Linked DNA regions of Rattus norvegicus: region 2 is linked to region 1. The links are chromatin contacts, called in public Hi-C maps. All regions are on one chromosome and are shown on one strand. The core of a region is the stretch at or near the end of the contact, and the rest is flanking DNA. Distances in the headings are between cores, read along the strand shown.

Region 1 (4,109 bases), core at 979-3,478:
TGTACACTCATAAGTCTATCTTCCTATCATCATAGCTATCCATGAAGTAAAGGTCTGTTTTGATACTATGAGTTACTTTTGAAGTGCTAATCTACATAACCTTTGTGTAGGCAAGACAAAAAATAAGCAACAGATTTCATAATTGATTTTTCAACGTGCGCATTCAAATCTGAATCTCAGTAACTCAGTTATAAATATGCCAAAATAAACCCATATGAAATAAAATGATAAAATAGTATGAAGAATAAAGGAGGGCTGATGAAAGGGGCGGGGTTGAGGGTGGGGGAAGAATGCACCTTCCACTTAAGCCTGGCAACCTCAGTTTGATCCCCAGTACCAGAGAACCAGTTCTTGCAGATTTGCTCTGATTTGCAAAGGCATGGCACTCAGCACATAAACACACGTGTGTGTATTACAACCATCTGTAACTCCAGTTCCAAGGTATCTGAGACCCTCTTCTAAGCTCAGAGAGCACTAGCATGCATGTGGCACACATACATACGTACATGTAGGCAAAAACAGTTAAATACACAGTTAAATAAAATAAAATAACTACTGTGAACTGTTCTATTTCCCCAAGCTGTCCTACCATACCAGGCAGACACCCTGAGACAGCTAGCTCTGGAGAGGAGGAAATGTTACAATTAATTTATTAGTATTTTTCCAGTATTTCTCTCATCGAAGCATGACCATGAAAGAGCCTGAGGCAAAAGCACAAGACACCCATGACTCACAACAAACAGTACGCACTGAAGATAGGACTGCCAGTTCACTTTGTTGGCACGAACTTCAGCAGCCTTGGCTGCAATGATGTTAGTTGGGACAGCAGCATCCACGGCACCTCGAATGTCCATCTTGGTCATCTAAACTTTATGATTTTGAATGTTTCACAGACCTTCAATTTAGGGCCAAGATAAAAACAGAATAGCAGGCATTTTAATTTTTGAACTACTAGTATGAATACAACCACGTTCATTTCACTTAGCTTGAGTAGTAAAGATCCTAGCTCCGAACGGCATTAATCAATTTCAAATTTTGTCTACCACCCCTTAAAAGGTCTTTCCGTTGGCTTGTTCTTTTCCAGGGAAGAGTTTTTAATTATTAGCTGCAATATACTTTGAAACTTTTAAAATGACCATTTAAGAGGCTGACAGCAAAATTAAAACTAAACAGAATATTAAGCAGAACTCTTTGACCACCTTTAGTGCAATCATACCCAGGTCTTTGAATATGCTAAAAATAGCCCCAAAGTCCACTGCTCTAAATCTGTTCACTCATGTTCAAATCTCTCATACAAAAACTAAAACACCGAAAAGGGCCAACTATGGTATTTAAATGGCATCCATTAGGCTTCAATTTGCAAAGACGTTATATTAATTCCTTTAAAAATCACTGATTCAAAATAAAATATACCAAGTGGTATGGTAAATTTTTTCAAACACCAGTGCCTTCTTTTCAAACAGAAATTGACAAAACATTTTTCGAAATCAATATTGAAAGAAATTTCCTTTCCAACTTGGGTACAGCCAACGATAGGAGTCTATTCTGACAAGAAAAAATGTACAATAATGAGCTACAAAAATAAAACATCAGTCAACTTAATAGACATGTTACACCTTACTTTACTAAAATGCAAACACCGAACTCTCCATTCCCAAAACTTACGTTCTTGCCCACGAGCAAAAGGAGGAAAGGCAAATCATACCTAAATTCTACTCCGCGTTCCCAATGTGCTTAGTCAGTGTGGAACTTAAATTCTCCTTGTGGGGACTTGCTGCCTAAACAAACAAGGTCAGCGCGGACTGCGGGTCCCAGGTAGAACCGGCTCCATCCAGGAAAGGCTGGAACCCGAGGGCACAGTGCGGCCTTCCGGGGAGGCTCCGGGCCTCGGCGACTCTACCCAGGCCCTGGCCCAAGCCTGCCCACCCCCGCACGTCCTCTACTTCCCTCTGCGGTGAAGGCCCTGCAGCTCCGCAGACCCTGGCGCGGCCCGCAGGGAAAGCAGCCCGCTCTCGGGAGCCGAAGAGGGGCCCCAGGCGGCCTCACCTGGATAGCCTCGGGGAGTGAGGGCCACAAGGGCAGGCAGGTGCGGGTCGAGCTCCGAAGCCTCAGTGGCCACGGAAAGCCCAGAGCAATGGGAAGGCGACTCCGCGACAGACGTTAAGAGGCTCTCACGGAAAAAGCCGGAACAGCTGCAAAGTGACAGCAGCGTCTGGGCACGTGAGCAGCGGCACGTGACCGCAGTGGACCGCGGAAGCCGAGAGGGCCCAAAAGTGCTAGCACCGCGCACTAGGCGGCCGGACAGGGGCCAATTCCTCGGGTGCTTTAAAATGGCAAAATTCCCACCCAGCAAGTCGCCCTTACCAAAAAAGCCAAAGCTCCTGACATCAGTCTTTGGAGAAATTTGGTTTATGACCTTTGAGTATTTTTGGTTTGTTTGACTTAACCATCTCTTCGGACCAGGCATTTATACTCAGATTTTAAGCATAAAACTCAGACTGAAAAATGAGTCATAGACCCACGGTTACAGGCTTAACCAGTAATATATATTTCAGAAAAACGTTACTCATTGTTTACCTAACTTCACTTGCTCTCAGCGTATATATTTCTCACATCCTATCTTAAACCCAAAGGCCTGAGCTGGCCTTGTCTTCAGATTATACCAAAATATATATAATAGTGTTGGAGGCAAGTAAAAAAGCACACAAAGGAATGTACCTAAAAAACAAACAAACAAAAAACAGTATATTGTTACTTTAAAAAAAAATCTTTTTGAGGTCAAGTTTCAAAAACCATCATGAGTTATAAAAGAAAAAAATGTAGGAGATGATATTGATTTTCTACCACTACTGCAACAAATTACCACAATTATAGTGGTTTAAATGAAGCATAAATTCATCGTCTTTCAGGTGTCTGGGTCAGAAGTCCAGAAAAATGGGTCTCTCCCTCCAGAACTGCTTTAGGCCGGAATGACTTTATGCTAGAGGCTCAGGAGAATCTGTTCTTCTACCCTCTGTGTTCTAAGTCACTATCACCATCACGGACCATAGTTCAAAAGAGGTATCCAAGTTTCACCTGGATAACCCAAGCAGCTCTCCTGATCCTTAACCTGTTCGTTTCTTCAGCCTTTGGTTCCCCTTTGCCCAGCAAGTTGATAGCTTCACGGGTTTAGTTTCACCGGTTCATTAGGTTAGGACATCATGGGCCCAATTTTCCGTCAGAAATTATGTGGAAGGATACACCCTGATTTAATGTAAGTTGCTGGATAAGAATACAAAGGGCAAGTTGCTAATAGAAAAGAGCCCATATCTTAGACCTTACATAATATGCCTTGTTTTTCTGAAGGAAAACTTTGTTTTTAGCCATATTGGGGATTAGACCCAGAGCCTCCTTGAGTGAGACAAGCACTCCGCAAACTGCTATTTCCCAACCCTGAAGTAGAGCCATGTTACCTCTTTAAAACTGGATAGTTCTGGGCCATGGAAATGCTCTCCTGGTAAACAATGGCATTGTCACCAAATCCAACCATTGAGTTCAATCGTCAGACCCACAAGGTGAAAGGTGACAACAGGCTCTCTGAAAGTTGTCTGTTGGCGTCCACTCACTCAGTGCTCAGTGTGCATGCCCACAGCCATACACAATACGTACATAAATAAAATTTTAATGTAATTTTTTTTTTACTGAATACCACAGCCTGGCATGGTAGTGCGCGTCTGTAATCTTGGAATTGGGGCAGGAAGAGGAAGTCTGGCAGATGAAGGCCAGCCTGGGCATCACAACATGAACCAGGAGACAAACACATGTACAAACACAATTAAGTAATTGTAAGATAATCTTTACGCTGCATACTTGAAATTTTTCTTTCAAAATGATACTATGAATTAAGTCCCTTTGCGATGGGGTTGTCCAGAGATTGAAACAATGCCAAACGTATATTCTAGCACTGAGCTACACCCAGCCGAAAGGGTACTGTAAAAACTGTACCCTAAATTGAAGATGTGCTTACCAAGAGAATGCTAGAATTGACCCAATAACCGTGTCGTAAAATAACTCACAACAAATCTACAAGTCTCAAAGCTGTTTGCACTGACTGTCTTGCAAATGTAGTA
Region 2 (4,109 bases), core at 831-3,330, 200 kb after region 1:
CAAGATGCTATATTTAAAACAAACCGAAACAAACTAAAGAATAGGGGTTGGGGATGGTCATGACTATGGCCCCAGTACTGTAATTGAACTACATTATGACACGCAGTCTCAAAAAGTAAGTGTGTGTGTGTGTGTGTGTGTGTGTGTGTGTGTGTGTATTGGCGGGGAGGGGTGCCCAAGAAATGTCTGAACAGGTAAAGGCACTTGATTTCAAGCTTAATAAGAGAGTTCAGTCCTAGGCCAATGCCTGTAATGCCAACACTCAGGAGGCAGAAGATCTGAGATTGAAGCTAGCCTAATCTACAGAGCAAGTTCCAGGACAGCCAGGGCTACACAAAGAAATCCTCGAGTCGTCTTCTGACCTAGTCATGTACACACACACACAGGTTTTTAAATTTTAGAATGTATAGTGTCATTTTGATCTTTTTATTTCATCAGCCTGTTTGAATTTCAGAACAGGAAAATGAAAGAAAAAGCAATTAAAAGAACCAGCTTTCTCTTTCTTTTTCAGGGAAAATTTTCACACTGGTTAAAGTTTTGCACTACAAGAAAGCAGATTTGAGGGCTAGAGAGATGGCTCAGAGGTTAAGAGCACCGACTGCTCTTCCAGAGGTCCTGAGTTCAAATCCCAGCAACCACATGGTGGCTCGCAACCATCTGTAATGGGATCCGATGCCCTCTTCTGGTGTGTCTGAAGACAGCTACAGTGTACTCATATACAAAATAAATAAATAAATAAATAAATAAATAAATAAATAAAAGAAAGCAGATTTGAGAGTGACTTTAAGTCTGTCCTGATGTATTTGGGAAAATAAGTTACCAAGTTAATGATTCCCCCCATCTCCACCCGAGAGCTTCCTCTGTGGCAATCTGGTAACCTCCAGGCAGACTGAGAAGTTTCCCAATTTAATCCAAAAAAATGTTCAACCTTTCGTATAACAAGAATTCATTTCCTTCATCAAGGAATGAAATGGCTCAATCGGTAAGGAAGATAAACAACACAGGCTAATATCTGGAACAGAAAACAAACAGGAAATATTTGAAAAGACCAAAATCACACATACAGCTTAACGGGGCATGAAATTAGATGCTGAGCAACGCACCTGTTGAAGAAAGAGGAACCGGGGTTGTCTGAAGTCTTAAGTTATTTGTTATTACCACTAATTCCTAAGCAGGCAGTGAGTGGTCAATCAGCGAGCTCCTGGCTCAACCAAAACTACACAGTATTTAAGCAACAATACTTTAAGTTTCTGGACTCATAAAACCGAGAGACCATGCACTCACAGCTGGGTCCTAGTCACAAAAGAATTTTGCAGAGGTCTGTAAAGCACTCCACAAATGTAAGCATCTCTGCACGGCTTTTACTTCACGAACGGGAACCGTCTCTGGTATTTTTGAGAATGCAAATCTGCTGAGTACGGAAGAACAAATTCAGGTGAAGTTGGCTTAAGGGAGGTCAAGTGTGAAGCAAACGGATGGAAAGTGGTACACACCGGTGGACTCAAACACAGACCAATGAATGACCGGAGGATAGCATCCGTCCCGCCACTACCTCAGCACCATACCCACCTACCAGCAGCCGGCTGGTGAGGTTTCAAACTCTAGCTGTCCGGCAAATCGCACCCAGGCCTACTTGCTAAGAGACCGCGTTATTTTCTGTTTGTAATTACGAAGTGGGTCGAAGGTAGAGCTGGGATAAACACACTTTATGGCCCGTCTGAAACTGACCGCGCCACCCAGCGAAGCCGTTCTGAGGTAACCGGCGGCGGCCACCGTACATTCTCTCAGCCGCTGACGGCTTCAGTCCTGGGCTCACTGCGGCCGTCCCCAGCACAGACGTGTAAGCCCGGAGGGCGCGCGGCCCGGCCCTGACTGACTCCGCGTGAGCCGGTGTCACGGTCTCGGCCGCGGCCTGCCCGGGGCCCGCCCGCTCACCGCGTTCTTTTTCTGCACCATTTTGTCCATCTTCTTGGCAATGCGAACCACCTCGTCCTCCATGGCTCCGGAAGGCCCCTCTCGCCCGGCCACAGCGGACGGGAAGCGAGAGAAGCTGCGCAGACGCTCGACGAGCCCCGAAGCCCACGGCCTAGGCCTTCCTCACAGACCCGGCCCGCGGCGGCGGAGGCAAACGCTCCACCCCCTAGGTAGTATCAGTCGAGCGCCACGCGCAACGCGCAGGCGCTACCAATCGATCGCGGGAGTCTGGAAAGCAAAAGTCGCTCGCTCTGGCGCGCGCAGTCCTCTTAATGTATTCCCGGCCCCTTCAGTCTGGAACTTCCGGATCTTTCCGGACTCTCCTTGCTGGAGAGTTAAGAGTCGGATTACCCTGGTTGTCATGCCGGAGAGACACCGGCACTAGGCGGTAGACAGCTACCGGTTCCAAGGGAACCCCTCCGGAACCGCGCTCTTTGGGACGCCGGGCGGGCATAGCCGAGGGCTTCAAGTGCATGAGCACCGAGGGTCATTCTTGGTCTCGGCTATTCAAACCTTATCGCCTGGGGGTGAAAACCGACTTAAAAGAAGGCCCTGAGAATTGTGCCTTAGAAAAAAAAAAAAAAGCCAAGGTAGAAAACTTACGAGTATAGTGTCTGGGATTGTTTTTACTTCTGTAAAACGTTGTGTGAAAGTTTTTAGTAAGTCAGGAACCACTGAACATTACAGACTTTAAACCTTAAAATGTCTTCTTTCCCATGAAAAACTTAACCAAAACACATTTTGTGTTTAATTAAACATGTGTCACCAAGCATGAAAGAAGACCGTGGTGTTTAACTAACGTGTCTTTTCACGCTTTAAGTTTATTAATGAGCAAATAAAGTAATTTCCCTGGGTTAAGTTTAAGTTATTAATGAGTTTAAGTTTAAGTTATTAATGAGCAAATAAAGTAGTTTCCCTGGGTAACAGTAAATTCCACTTCAGACAATCAGTTTCTATTGAAAAGAAATAGTTCAGTACCATTTTTCACCCACAGCTCACTTTCCATTGCTTTCTTTGTCCTTTTCCTTCAATTTCCTTGTGAGGTAATAAAGAGGAGACAATCATTTTCTCATTTGCAGATGAGAAAGTGGGTCTGTGCCAGGTAAATCATTTACTACCGATTCATACTATTCTCAGTTATAACAGCGTTTCAAAGTTAATTACCATTAATCAAAATCTACCACTTAGTAAGATTCTCCCTATACTAAGGCTTTTATGGTTCAAAATATCTGGTCTCCACTTCACTGCCTTAAGACAGGGTCTCTCCCTGAACTAGAAGTTTAGGTTGTCAGCTAAGCTGACTGGCATCTTCTAGACTCCCAGGCGTTGTGGTTACAGGAATGCACAACTCTGTGCTGGGAATTCCATCTCAGATGCCCTGGTCCTCATGCTTGGAAAACAACTACTCCAGTCCACTGAGCCATCTTCCCAGCCCCAAGTTGATTAATTTTTAACTGTGGTAAGAGAAACATCAAGTTTACTGTTTTAACTTTTATTTTTAGACAAGTCTTTTGTAGCCTAAGCTGACCTTAGTTTTCTATGTAGCCCAGGTTAGCCATAAGATCCTGATCTGCTAGGAGTACGGGCAAGCACCACCATACCCCGTTTAACTGATTTCAAGTACAAGTATGAGACATTTACGGAGCCACCAGGGCTGTACATTATGACCACTGACAGTTTCCAAGTTTTCTATCATTTTATTATCAGGTCCAAAAGAGACTGAGGACAAATGGATGACTGAGGGGCTGATTAGCATAACTCCATTAGCATCACAAGCATCAGTTACAGAGTCTGGATATCCAGCATCCTAGCCTCTTACTCTAAAATTCTCCAGCTCATGGGCTTCCTTTCCCACAGCTTCTGATTCCTATCTAAAACTGTCATTCCGGCATGCACCATCTAGGTGCTTGGTCCTCCCTCGCCCTGCTGGCCCCTCTCATGGCCTAATCCATTCAGCAGCGATCTACCACTTTCCCTGCTCTTGACTCTTCATGATGCTTTGGCTGTTCTCTTCCTACAATACTTTCTCCTTTACAATACAATAATATAGGGCATACCCTCATTTTATACATTTATCTTCTCAAAAAATGCACAATTTTGCCTGATTTTTCAAAAGATTTATGTATGAATGCCTG

Evidence for each region. Hi-C and Micro-C count contacts between places; a contact is called where the count stands out from the background.
Region 2: a contact with region 1 is called in a Hi-C map of prefrontal cortex, with 2.2 times the contacts expected there. The contact joins the promoter of Tcea1 here to the promoter of Atp6v1h in region 1. A contact is called at or near these places in 2 of 12 Hi-C or Micro-C datasets (mammary epithelial cells and prefrontal cortex).

Annotation. Positions count from the first base shown.
Region 1 is chr5:19,268,812-19,272,920 of GRCr8, forward strand. It overlaps Atp6v1h (ATPase H+ transporting V1 subunit H), which reads right to left and starts at 2,229. Exons shown (of 14, transcript NM_001398985.1): 1 at 2,047-2,229; 2 at 751-895. The coding sequence starts at 863.
Region 2 is chr5:19,464,424-19,468,532 of GRCr8, forward strand. It overlaps Tcea1 (transcription elongation factor A1), which reads right to left and starts at 2,081. Exons shown (of 10, transcript NM_001025735.1): 1 at 1,936-2,081. The coding sequence starts at 1,998.